Regions from separate parts of the Mus musculus genome. Here region 2 is linked to region 1. A link is a contact called in public promoter capture Hi-C data. All regions are on one chromosome and are shown on one strand. The core of a region is the stretch at or near the end of the contact, and the rest is flanking DNA. Distances in the headings are between cores, read along the strand shown. Region 1 holds the start of Spg7 (SPG7, paraplegin matrix AAA peptidase subunit). Region 2 overlaps Ankrd11 (ankyrin repeat domain 11).

What was found. Promoter capture Hi-C pulls out the DNA fragments that hold promoters and counts their contacts.
Region 2: a promoter capture Hi-C map of the HPC-7 cell line shows a contact between it and region 1. The contact joins the enhancer-like site here to the promoter of Spg7 in region 1. A contact is called at or near these places in 12 of 39 promoter capture datasets (the C10 cell line, the HPC-7 cell line, cranial neural crest and 8 more), 1 of 15 datasets of contacts at CTCF or cohesin (CD8 T cells), 13 of 484 Hi-C or Micro-C datasets (the AML12 cell line, B cells, CD8 T cells and 10 more), 16 of 115 datasets of contacts at active chromatin or transcription factors (the 230-238 cell line, CD8 T cells, the HPC-7 cell line and 9 more) and 3 of 9 other capture datasets (adipose tissue, liver and pancreatic islet).

Annotation. Positions count from the first base shown.
Region 1 is chr8:123,063,255-123,068,964 of GRCm38.p6, reverse strand. Spg7 (SPG7, paraplegin matrix AAA peptidase subunit) reads right to left here and starts at 3,457. Exons shown (of 17, transcript NM_153176.5): 1 at 3,256-3,457; 2 at 2,390-2,492. The coding sequence starts at 3,438.
Region 2 is chr8:122,976,308-122,982,017 of GRCm38.p6, reverse strand. All of the region lies in intron 1 of Ankrd11 (ankyrin repeat domain 11), which reads left to right. Among named protein-coding and RNA genes, the nearest start is that of Gm24445, 3.8 kb to the left of the region's middle. Within about 2 kb of position 2,382, at least 19 of the 459 cell types and tissues checked have an H3K27ac peak or open chromatin away from gene starts, as enhancers often do. A contact at or near this core is called in the HPC-7 cell line, bone marrow-derived macrophages and trophoblast stem cells, where this site is marked.

The sequences.
Region 1 (5,710 bases), core at 2,208-4,707:
ACTCAGAGGCAGGCAGATCTCTTGAGTTTGAGGCCAGCCTGGTCTACAAAGCAAGTCCCAGGACAGCCAAGGAGATAGAGAAACCCCATTCCAGATAAAAAAAAAAAAAAAACAACCCAAATGAACAAAAAATTAAAAATTGATTAAAAAAACTAAAACCAATTTTTTTTCTGAGTGTTTCGCCTGCCTGCTTGTATGTGTATCATACACGCCTATTCCTATGGAAGTCAGAATCCAGAGTCCCAGACTGTTGTGAGCTGCCCCAAGTGGGTGCTGGGAACTAAACTCAGCTCTTCTGGAGAGGAGTAGATGTTCTTAACCTATGAGCCACAGTTCCAGCCCCAAGTCTAGTTTTCTTCATAAAGACTTTAGCAGCTTGTCAGGTGTGGTATCACACGCCTTCAATCCCAGCACTTGGAAGGCAGAGGCAGGCAGATCTCTGTGAGTTCAAGGCCAGCCTGGTCTACAGAGTGAGTTCTAGGGCAGCCAGGGCTACATAAGAAACCCTGACTCAAAAACAAACAATCAGAAGCAAAACTGCCTTCCTCCCGCTAGAAGTCAACACTGAAGTTCTGGCAGGAGAGGTGTATTATGTGTCCGATTTACATCAGTCACAGAGCAGGGGAAGAAATTCAAATGAAACTCAGCAGGTGAGCCCACTGCCAACACAGGCTGTTCCCTTCAAGTTAGGGTCGAGGCATTCCACTGTTCCTCATTCCAACTGGGCAACAAACCCGAATGTCCTTTGAGCTAAAGCAGAGGGTCTGTAGAATTTTAATCCCAGCATTGGGGGGCAGAGGCAAGACCTGAGTTTGAGGACAGCCTGGTCTACAGAGTTCCAGAACAGCCAGGGCTACACAGAGAAACCCTGTCTCCTAATAATTAAATAACTTGTTTGTTTTAAAAAGCAATCCAGAAAGAACAACAGCAACAACAATGGAACTTAATGTTTTATTTATTTTTTAAGATAAAGTGATTTTCATATGTGGGTGTTTTGCACGTACGGCTGTATACTGTGTGTGCAGCACTCGTGAAGGCCAGAAAAAGGGGTTGGATCCTCTGGAGTAGGCATTACAGATGGTTGTGAGCTGCCATATGGGTTCTGGGAACCAAACCTGGTTCCTCTGGAAAAGTAGCTCTTAACTGCTGAGCCATCTCACTAGGCCACACCACTTAGATTTTGTAAATGAGGGCTAATAACATGGTTCAAGATGCAGAGGGACTTTCTGCCAAGCTTCATGACCTCAATTTAATTCCTAGAACCCACAGGGAGTATCCCTGCACTCTGTGTGCTCACGCTCTCTCTCTCTTTCTGTCTGTCTGTCTCTCTCTCTCTCTGTCTCTCTCTCTGTGTCTCTGTCTGTCTCTGTCTCTGTGTCTCTCTCTGACACACACACACACACACACACACACACACACACACACACGGGGTGGGGGGCGGGGAAACAAAATAAAACACTTAAAGTGAGCAAAGAGAAGTCTAGGCCTGGTAGCACATACCTGTAATCCCAGCACCTGGAGGGTGAGAACAGGAGGATTCTAAGTTCAAGGCCAGGCTGGACTGCAAATTAATGCCTTGTTTCAAGAAAACAAAACCAAACAAACCAGTCTGCAACCCCCAGGTGAGGAGTGGGGTCTCACGTGCTCCCATTGGGAAGGGACAGGCAGGATGATCAAGGAGTGCTCACAGCCCCTAGCTATACATTTCACTTCAGATTATCCATAACAGGGCTAACATAGCTCACAGCACAAAGAACCAAAGGTTACAATGAAAATATAGCTTAGTTGTTAGAGTACTTGCTTACCATGCCCAAAGTCCTGAGTTCAATCCCTAGCTTCACATAACACTGGACAGAGTGGTACATACCTGTAACCTCAGGACTGAAGAGGGTCACAAGTTCAGGTGTTTTGTTTTTTAAAAGAATCAAAGGTACTCTTAGTGGCTGGGTGTTCCTAGTCTTCTGGTCAGTGTCTAACTAGTGACGTTCTCCTATGTCACTTGTCACCTGCCAAGGAGCCTCCACTCTTAGACTAGAGTGCATGCACACAGCCTGAGATGGTGGATGCTGCTGCACACACAGCATGGCCTTCTGCTCCTAGGCTACTCTACTGAACATCACAGCGAGCCCTGCTCACTGCAGCAAGTGCTGTGCTCTCAGACAACATAAAACCTTTTGTTTTTTTGGGTGGGGGGTGGGGGTGAGCAGGGGGCCAGCAGGGTTTCACTAGCTAGTTCTGCCTGACCTCCAACTGGCAGCCCCTGTTTTAGTGCTGAGATTACAGGCATGTAAGACCTGGTTTGTTTGGTTTTGTCCTCTTCCACTATGCTCTTATAGGACTACAGTAAAACCTGTGTCCCTCAGTAATGGACCATGCAATGCATACACACCTGAAAGCGGCCACAGTCTGACTGCATTTGGAACTATATGCTGTTTCAGTAACAATCCGCTAATACCTTCAAAGCTAGGGGTCAGTATTCGCAATAGCAAACTCTGTAAAAAGAGAAAAAGACCGAGGTAACACTAAGACCATATACCACAACAACACAGGCCTAATCAAAGTCCTTGCCTAGCATGCAGAAAGCTATGGATTTGATCCCCAGTACCTCCTTAAAACTGGGTACAGTGGCGCATGCATGTAATCCCAGCACTTGGGAGGGGATGCAGGAGCATCAAAAGTTCAAAGTCATCTTCAACTGTGTATTGAGAATCTCTCCCTCCTCGGTTTCCATCCTAGAACTGCCTCCCAAGAAGGGGAGGGGCCAAGGGAAAGTGTCAATCAACTCCATCAATGAATTTCACTGGACTCAGCCACAAAACAAAACAAAAAAACCGAAGAAACAAAAGTCAATTAACTTTCACCCACAGCCCAGTTTGAGTCTCCAATTCACAATCTTCCTGGCCTCGTCCTACCAGCAAATACTGAAATTGCAAGTGTGCACCACCTATGTGGGCAAAAGGATCGGGAGTCCAAGGGCTGCTCCGAGTACACATGAACGCCTGCCTCCAGACCAGAAAGAAGAGGACGGAAAGGCACGGGTGACCAGGACTCAGTTTGAAGCCGCCAGGGACAGTGATACAGGGCGTCTCTCTCACACACGCCAGGGAGAGACGAACCACCCGAGGCAGATGCTGCCTCCCGTCCCGGGGAGCCCACAGCAGCCATCCTCCTGCGGAAGAGCGAGGTGCAGGCGCACTTCCGGTCGGCGCGGACCGACCCGCCACACCCGCCGCCGCCGGGCTCCGAGCGGGTTACCTGAGGCGCGTGGCCTCCAGCCGCAGCCGGGCCAACCGGAGTCCCGCGGGCCGCGTACGGCCGCCTGGCCCCAGCCCCGGACGAGAGGCCTGGGCCCCTGCCTGAGAGCAGGCCCCACAGCCGTCGGGGCCGGGGCTCCGGGCCGGGGCGGAGCCCGCGAAGCAGCAGCAAGGCGGCCGCCATGGTGCCGAAAGCGGCGCCTGCGCAGTGCGGCTCCGGCCGCCCTAACGGTCAGGTTTTTGAGGGCGGCCTCCCTTTGCGCTTGCGCGGGGTTGAAGGTCGCGCGCTCCTGGCGACGCCTGCGCGGTCCGAACCGTCTGGTATCCGCAAGGTTAGCTGCGAAACCTCGAGAGTCAGCAGGGTGCGCAGCGCGAAAGCTAGCAGCCCGCAGCCTGCGGGTTCACGTAGAGACAGGCTACGGTTACCCGGTATTTTTCTCTCTTGTGTTTTATTAACAGTCCAAGTTGCGGTTTCCAGTACTTGGCAAGTGGATACACGATTCGCTTTTCACGTTATCTCTTTCTTTGGGGTGCGATTTGGTGGTTCCTGTTGGCCACTTCCGTCCTTCCTGTACGTATTTATTTTGTTGTTTCTCTGTGTGGTGCTAGCTGTCCTCTCGCTGTAGACCAGACTGACCTCGAACTCGGAGATCCACCTGCCTCTTGGTTTTGGTTATTTGTTTTTTTAAATACAGTATCGCTGTGCAACAGTCTGGCTTCAAACTCAAGCTCCGTCTCCTGTGTGCCGGCCTGACAAGAATGAACCAGTTTTTCTGAACATCAGAGATCCGGGGGATGCCCCTGGCTGGCTACAGAATCAACTTAGAGCCAGTGGTGTGTGAGACCACAGGGCAGCAGCTACATACAGAGTAGGAAAACGGTGCCCTCAATCTTAGAGAGGGAGGGAGGGGGGCTCCTAAAGTCGGAACTGGAGGGGCTGGAGAGATGGCTCAGCTGTTAAGAGCACTGGCTGCTCTTCCAGAGGATCCAGGTTCAATTCCCAGCACCCACATGGCAGCTCATGACCATCTGTAACTCCAGTTCCAGGGGATTCGACAACCTCCCACAGACATACATGCAAGCAAAACACCAGTGCACATTAAATAAAACATTTAAAGTGGTGATTGGACCCGTGTCCTCTGGAAGAGCAGACAGTGCTCTTAACCACTGAGCCATCTTTCCAGACCCCTCCCCCCCTTATAGCCATTAGTGGTCTACTACCCATTTCTCCAACTCCCTTAGCATCAGGCAACCACTAGCATTCTTTGTTCCTGTGGACTGTGTTTATGACCAAATTAAGAGCCCCCTTAATTATACTCACTGCCCCTGAGGAGCACCCGTCATCCCGAGCTTCATACCATTTGGCTTTGACAGTTCATTTGTGCAGAGACAGAAGGGAGAGCTTGCTGTCCCACCCATGGACAGCTGCAATCCCAGGCCTGGGCAGGGCCACTGAAGCTCTGAGTCCTGCTAGTCCATGCCAGGCTGGTGCCTGGTAGTCTAACTGCAGAAAGCCCCCAAAGCAGTCTCGGTGCCTTTCCTTCCACTCCATGTCTTTCTGTACTCTCCAAGTCCCTTAACACTAAATAATTCAAACAATAAGCCTTCTCGGTGCTGACTGGTGCCTGGCTTCATGTCAAGCAAACTCTCTGAAGTAAATAAATAAATAAAAATTATCTTACTATGTAGTCCTAGCCAGTCTCAAACTCACAAGAGATCTCCCTGCCCCTGCCCCCTCAGGGCTGGATCAAAGGCATGCACACACCGTGCCACGCAGAAGTGAAAGTTTAAATCATTTAATTGTATGGGCTGAGTGTTTTACCTGCTTATATGTAAGTGTATATGTGCCAGCCTGGTGCCCTCAGAGGTCTGAACGTGACATTGAATGCCCTGGAACTGGAATTTTAGGTGATTGTGAACCCCCGGGTGGTGCTGGGGATCAATCTGGGTCCTCCAAAAAAGCAACACGCGTCCATCTCTCCCGCTCCGTAAATATTTTAGTTCATTTCTATACGTGTGGATGTTTTGCCTGCATGCAAGGCACCTAGTGTGTGCCTGGTGCTTAGGGAGGCTAGAAGAGGGCATCAGATCCCCTGGCACTGGAGTTACAGATGGTTGCGAGATGCCATGTGGGTGCTGGGAATTAAACCCAAGTCCTCTGGAAGAGCAGCTGGTGCTCTAAACCACTGAGCCATGTCTCTAGCATTTGAAGTAAAGAGTGTATTTTACAGATTTAGAAAAAAATAGAGCCAGGAGTAACAGTTGTGCACCAAGCACTCTGGAGGTGGATAGAGGGTACTGTCTTCAGTGTAAGTGAGCCGGCCCATCTTGGGAAAAGTGTTTCCTCAAGATTAAATAAACAACTAAAAATGAAAAATATTTTAAGACAATTTTTAAAAACAGGCTAGGGAACTGGCCCTGTGAACAAAGGGCGTGGTGGGAAGCCTTCCATGTAA
Region 2 (5,710 bases), core at 1,133-3,632, 86 kb after region 1:
GAAGTAGGAAAGTTTTTTTTTTTTTTTTTTTTTTTTTAAATTTCTTTTCCTTGCAATAGAATTGGCAGGTTTTACAATCTCACTTTTGGCAGTAAGAAGGCACAGCTGTTGGCTTCTGGCTTGTAGGATTGCACAGACAGGAAGTTCAGGAAAAGAAGAGGCTGGATAGAGCAGTGTGCCCACACTCACGTGTGGTGTGTATGCGAGGAGGATGGGAAGCATGCGTTGACAGTGCTGGACATGGACATAGTTATTCAGAGCGGAGTTAAGCAGCATGGTTGGATCACAGTAGCTGATGAGGTTGCTAAGCAGAACGGTGGCAATGGGACATAGTTCAGAAGATCATGTAGGAGAGGAGATGAAGCACACACCTGAAGGAAACTGGGAGAGATTTCAGGGGAGCCTGGTGTGGATGGGAGGTGGTGTGTGACTAGTTACATGCATGTTTCAGAGCTAAGCTTTGAGTTTAGGCAGATTACTCGTACACTCGGAGCTTTCTTACGAGGAGGAGGAAGAGGGTACTCCGGTTAAGATGTCGTGTGAGAGACCTCGTGGCAGATATGAGGACCTGCCACTCACCAGCTTGCTCTCAAGTTTTCCTGGTACCTGAGTGCTCCATACTTTGGGTGTGTCAGTAACCAAGTCCGTTGTAGTAAGCACAATGAATGCAGACACGTAGTATGCATAGTTATACACGAGACCACCTTGCCTTTATTCCTGGTGTGGGTGCTAGGATCTGAACTCAGGTCCTTTGCAAGAGTAACATGTGCTCTTAGTCCTGAACCATCTCTCTAGCCCCCAAAGGATCTTTTTTTAAAGGGGAAAATAGTTTTGTCACATAAAGGAGAATCTTAAAATTTTAAAGTTGTTTTAGGGATAAGCAGAGTTTATAGATTAGAACTCCTATTTCCTTAGACATACCAACCATTTTCCATCTTTCTCTACTCTCAAGAAATTTAAGTCAGACTTTTTTTTTTTTTTTGCTTTATTGCTGTTTTACTCTTTGTGACTGTGATATAAGCATCTGTTTCTTTAATTTTTCTTTGAATTGGTAGCAGATGGCAACAAACTTGTATCTTGTAACTTGACTGGAGTCATTTTATAACTTTTGTTAGTTTTCTTCGGGTTCTGTACTGTCTCTGGTATGTGCTTTTCTCTTTGAATTCTTCAGTTTTTCATTTCTTTCTCCAAAATGAAGTTTCTAGCTAGGTAGTCCACTGAGGTTCAAGCTTTTGTTTGATTATTTATTTACTCATTTCAATCATTTTTTAAATATTTAAATGTGTGTGTGTGTGTGTGTGTGTGTGTGTGTGTGCGCGCGCGCGCGCGCGTGCGTGTGTGAGTGAGTGAATTTGTGTGAGATGTGTGTGAATGTCTATGGAAGCTAGACATTACCCTGGAGGTAGTTGTTAATCGCGTCACGTTGGTGCCAATTAGTAAACTTGGGTCCTTTGCAAGAGCAGTCAGTTTTCCACTTTATCACTGAGCCATCTCTTCAGCCCCCTTGTTCAAGTTTTAATGGAGCCTCACTGGTAGTAGGTTTTGTTTTCCTGTGGGTGCTTCCTTATGTGGTTTGTTATATTGCTTCTTAATCTGTCTTTCTGGAGCACCAAGAGAGGGGATTTGTAAGGAGCTCTGCGGATGACGCTTTGTAAAATGAGAGTCCTTACAGAGCTCTGCATGGTACTATTTCCTGTCTGATGGAAGAGGCTGTGCCCAACACACGGAACAGCTCCTCACATTGACACCGGGAACAACCCCAGCATGGACTCTTGCCACGTTACTATACCCACGACACTACTCAAGAAGTAATGAAGTTGGCAGTGAACAGCAAAGAAAACACACGTGGGCAAATGATCAAGGAGACATGTATTTGTGCTTACAGTTCTGAAAGTCCTAGATCATTGCCTCAGCCTCTGGCTTTTGATGTAGGGCCCACGCTGCTGGGACAAGAGGAAGTGTACAGATTCACGTGGTGGGGGAAAAGGACTAAAAGGGGACCTAACTCTATGAAGTCAGGATCTGTTGGCTACATTCCTGAGAGCTGCACCTTTGTGATTCACAAATGTACCAGGCTCCTTCCCCAGCATTGCTGTGTGAGTTAACTGAGCTTCAACCTGAGCTTCGGTGGGAAGGAACCAAGGCAAAGCTCTGCTAGGTATACGGCTGTGGGATTGTGTAGGTTTGAGAAGAGTTTGTGATAGTGGCCGTCTCTAGGCTGTCTGAAAAGTTGGTTTTATGTCTTTATTGTTAGAATGTGTGAGTGAAGTGTCAGAAAGGAGGAGAGATTTCCTATTCTTCCTCCTTCCAGCCTAGAGAGTTGCTTTGGAAGGAGTTTGTGGTGGATTTCTTGATTGACACTTGGTGCAGATTCAGACCTTGTGGTGTCTGGGCTGTCCTTTGTAGCTTCCATAACCTTGCAAGCTTCCTCCACGTAAGATGCTTGGGCTGCGCTGAGTCACTTTCTTTAGCTTGAGTTTGAATTGTATTGAAACATTTAGTTTTGCCTTTTTTTTTTTTCCTCCCTTTAGGTGAAGGAAACATTAAATTTAAAGGTGTGTGAGGAATTTTCTTCTTTTAACTTCTTTATCCTCCCAGGAGGGTGGGTGGGAAAGGGGAGGGGTTAGACTGAGACCGTCTTGCTTCTCTAGGAGGAGGCCAGGGTCAGTCCTAGGCATGACCCAGCACAGCTTGTTGGACTCTAGTGTTGTCAGGAAGGGAAGGAAACTCACTTGCCTGTGGATTTCTGTCCGAGAACTTCCGGCCATACAGGGTTTCTCCGAGTTCTCGTGGACTCCCTAAAGCCATAAGAATAGCTTTCATGTGCAAATATTGAGTTTCCAGAAAAAAGGGAGTCTCTGGATCTAGCTGGATTTGAGTCCCAGCCCCTCCAGCACTGACTGACTGTGTGACCTGCTGTATATTTTTCATAGACCCATGGTTCAGTTTTCTCATCTGTAAAGAAGGATAATCATGATGGCATAGTCTGTAGAGTTATTGAAATGAAACGCGTCAACATTAGATAGTCATGTGTATTTATACACGTACATTTTGACTCCGAGCTTGCACTTGGAGAATGATTTAGCACTCCCTGTACTTAACTGTTCAGCTCTACCAATGGTTTTTGTTTTATAAAACTGCCATCACAGCCAGGATCATGGCATTGATTGAACTTACTAGCCTTGGTCAGCTTGCTTGTTTTCCTTGTGCTCAGACATCTGTAAGGAAGGAGATTGACTTTTGTTCATTTGTTACTGTCTGGGGTTACAGAGAGCATTTCCACATCTTTTCTTTAATTTTTGAGAGCTACTCATGCATCTTTCATTTCTAAGACGTTATCATACAAAAGGTCATAGAAACAGGATAATAGACATTGTAACCCAAGGGACCAGGCAGAGTGGTGCATGTCTAACTTTATCATCCAGGAAGTGGAGTCAGGAGAACTGGGAGTTTAAGGCCATTCTAGGACTTTTTCTCAGTGTCAGACACGTGGGGATGTAAGCTTGGGTTTCCCATGATGGTATGGGAAGGGACAACCATATTACCCATGAGATTGGTCCCCACCTTTTGGGTTAGCTTCCTTCCCTTCGGACAGTGGTTCTCAACGTTCCTCATACACCACCCTTTAATACAGTTCCTCATGCTGTGGTGACCCCCAATCATAAAATTACTTTTTGTTGCTATTTCATAACTGTAATGTTGTTACTGTTGTGAATCGTAATGCAAATATCTCACATGCAACCCCCTGTGAAAGGGTCACAGCCCACAGATTGAGAAATACTATCTTAGGGGCTACTCCAGTGCCTGTACCAGTAGTCCTGCTCTTATGGTTGTCATCTCCTCTGAAACTGGAGTTAGGACAATTTGTGAGCCACCATGTGGGTGGTAGGAATTGAACCTGCGTCTTCTGTAAGAGCAGCTAGTACTCTAGTTCAACTTACTTATACTTGTTTTTAATAGCTTTAAGGCTTTAATTCGTAGCCTATAAAGAGATTTAAGGACAGACCAAGAAAGCTCACTTTATCTTTGTAACATTCACGTGGAACATCTTGCTTGGTACAGCAAAACCAAGCTAGATTTTTTTTTTTTTTTTTTACTATGTTGGGGAGCAAAAGTTGGAGATTGTGCTTGCGGACATTGCTTGTCCTCAGAGCCTCTCCTGCCCCAGGCGCTAAGGTTGCCTGGCTCAGCCCTGCTCACGCTCAGAGCTGGATCTCATCGTAAATGGGGTCGTGGCTTATGAGTAGGTGAGGTCTGTTGTGTTTTCCCTGTTCTATCCCCCCACCCCACCCCACCCCAGGTCTCAAGGCATTGCAGGGAGGTTTTTAAGTATGCAATAGAGGTTTTTTTATTTAGGTCATGAAGAGGGGAGTTGGAGTGGGGGGTAGGGACAGACTGACCAGCCATGGACACGTGGAGAGAAATGGGGGAAGGGAAAGAGGAGAGAAGGGACAGAGAAGGAAGAGTAAGAGAGTAAGAGCCATTCCGGGGAGATTGTGTAGTTTGTTCCATCATTTTGAAAGTTACTTCACCATTTTCCTATACTTTTTATGTGTAAAACGTAATGTTTCTTAAGTTTGAAATTGCCTTTAAAAATAATTGTATTGGCAATCTTACCATCTTCACAGCATATGACCCACTTTACCCAATTTCTCCTATGTACAGGAAGTGTGGACACTTTGTCATCTGTGTTTTAAAGTGACTTTTGCAAGACTGGATACAAGATATTCCTTGGTTTTGATACTGGACTTTGATTTTACCTTTAGACGAATACATTCTTCTATAAAATCATTTGCTGAATGAAAAGTTGTCTTTATACCTTTAATTAAAGCCCTAGTTGTGAAATACAGAAATAAACTATTTTAGTTCAGTCACAAACAGAAGTGTGATTACTCCTACAGTGGGGTGGGGGGCAGCATGCTGTTGCTTTAGGCTGTTGTTCTTCTCTCCCCTCTGCAGTTATTAGGAGGGAGACGAAGGTACCAGCTCCTGGCCGCCCCGGCCAGCACTCTACAGTGCTGGAGCTGCTGTGATCGCTGTGTGCATACTGAGTCCCACTGGCTCTTCCCGGCCATAAAGGGTTCTGGGCTTTCTTCTCATGTTCCACAGGAACTATTGTTTTGAATCTTGTAATGTTTTGTTGCTATTTTGAGCTCTTATTGTACACAGTAAATTCTATCTATTAAATTCCATATAGGTTTGAAAGATAACTATGGATACTCAACTGCTTCCCCCCCCCCCCACTCTTTTTAAATTAAAAAAAAAAAAATCTTCAAGCCCAGAAGACTAGGAAATTCAAGATCATGGTTCTGACAAATTCATTGTCTGATATTTATAGTGTTTGTAATTAACCTTTTGAATTGAAAATACTCAAGAAAAATTGCACACAGAAACCTTTCCTCATCATGGTAGCCTACACAATATTGTATAATAGTTGATTACATGATAATTATAGAAGCATTTTAATTGTTTGAGGAGGGGTACTTCTAGGTTTTATGCAAATAATTCTGCTCTTCCACATTTTCTTTCTCCTCCTCCTTCATATAAGGGACAGGAACATTCTAGAGTTAGATGTCTCTAGGGAATCTTGGATCCAGTCTCCACAGGTTCCTAAGGATGGTCCACTCCTTTAAGACCTGTTCTTTTTTTGCTCGTTGTTCAGATTTTTGAGAGTCACTAATGTTGATAAGACTTTTTTTAGTTTAATAGT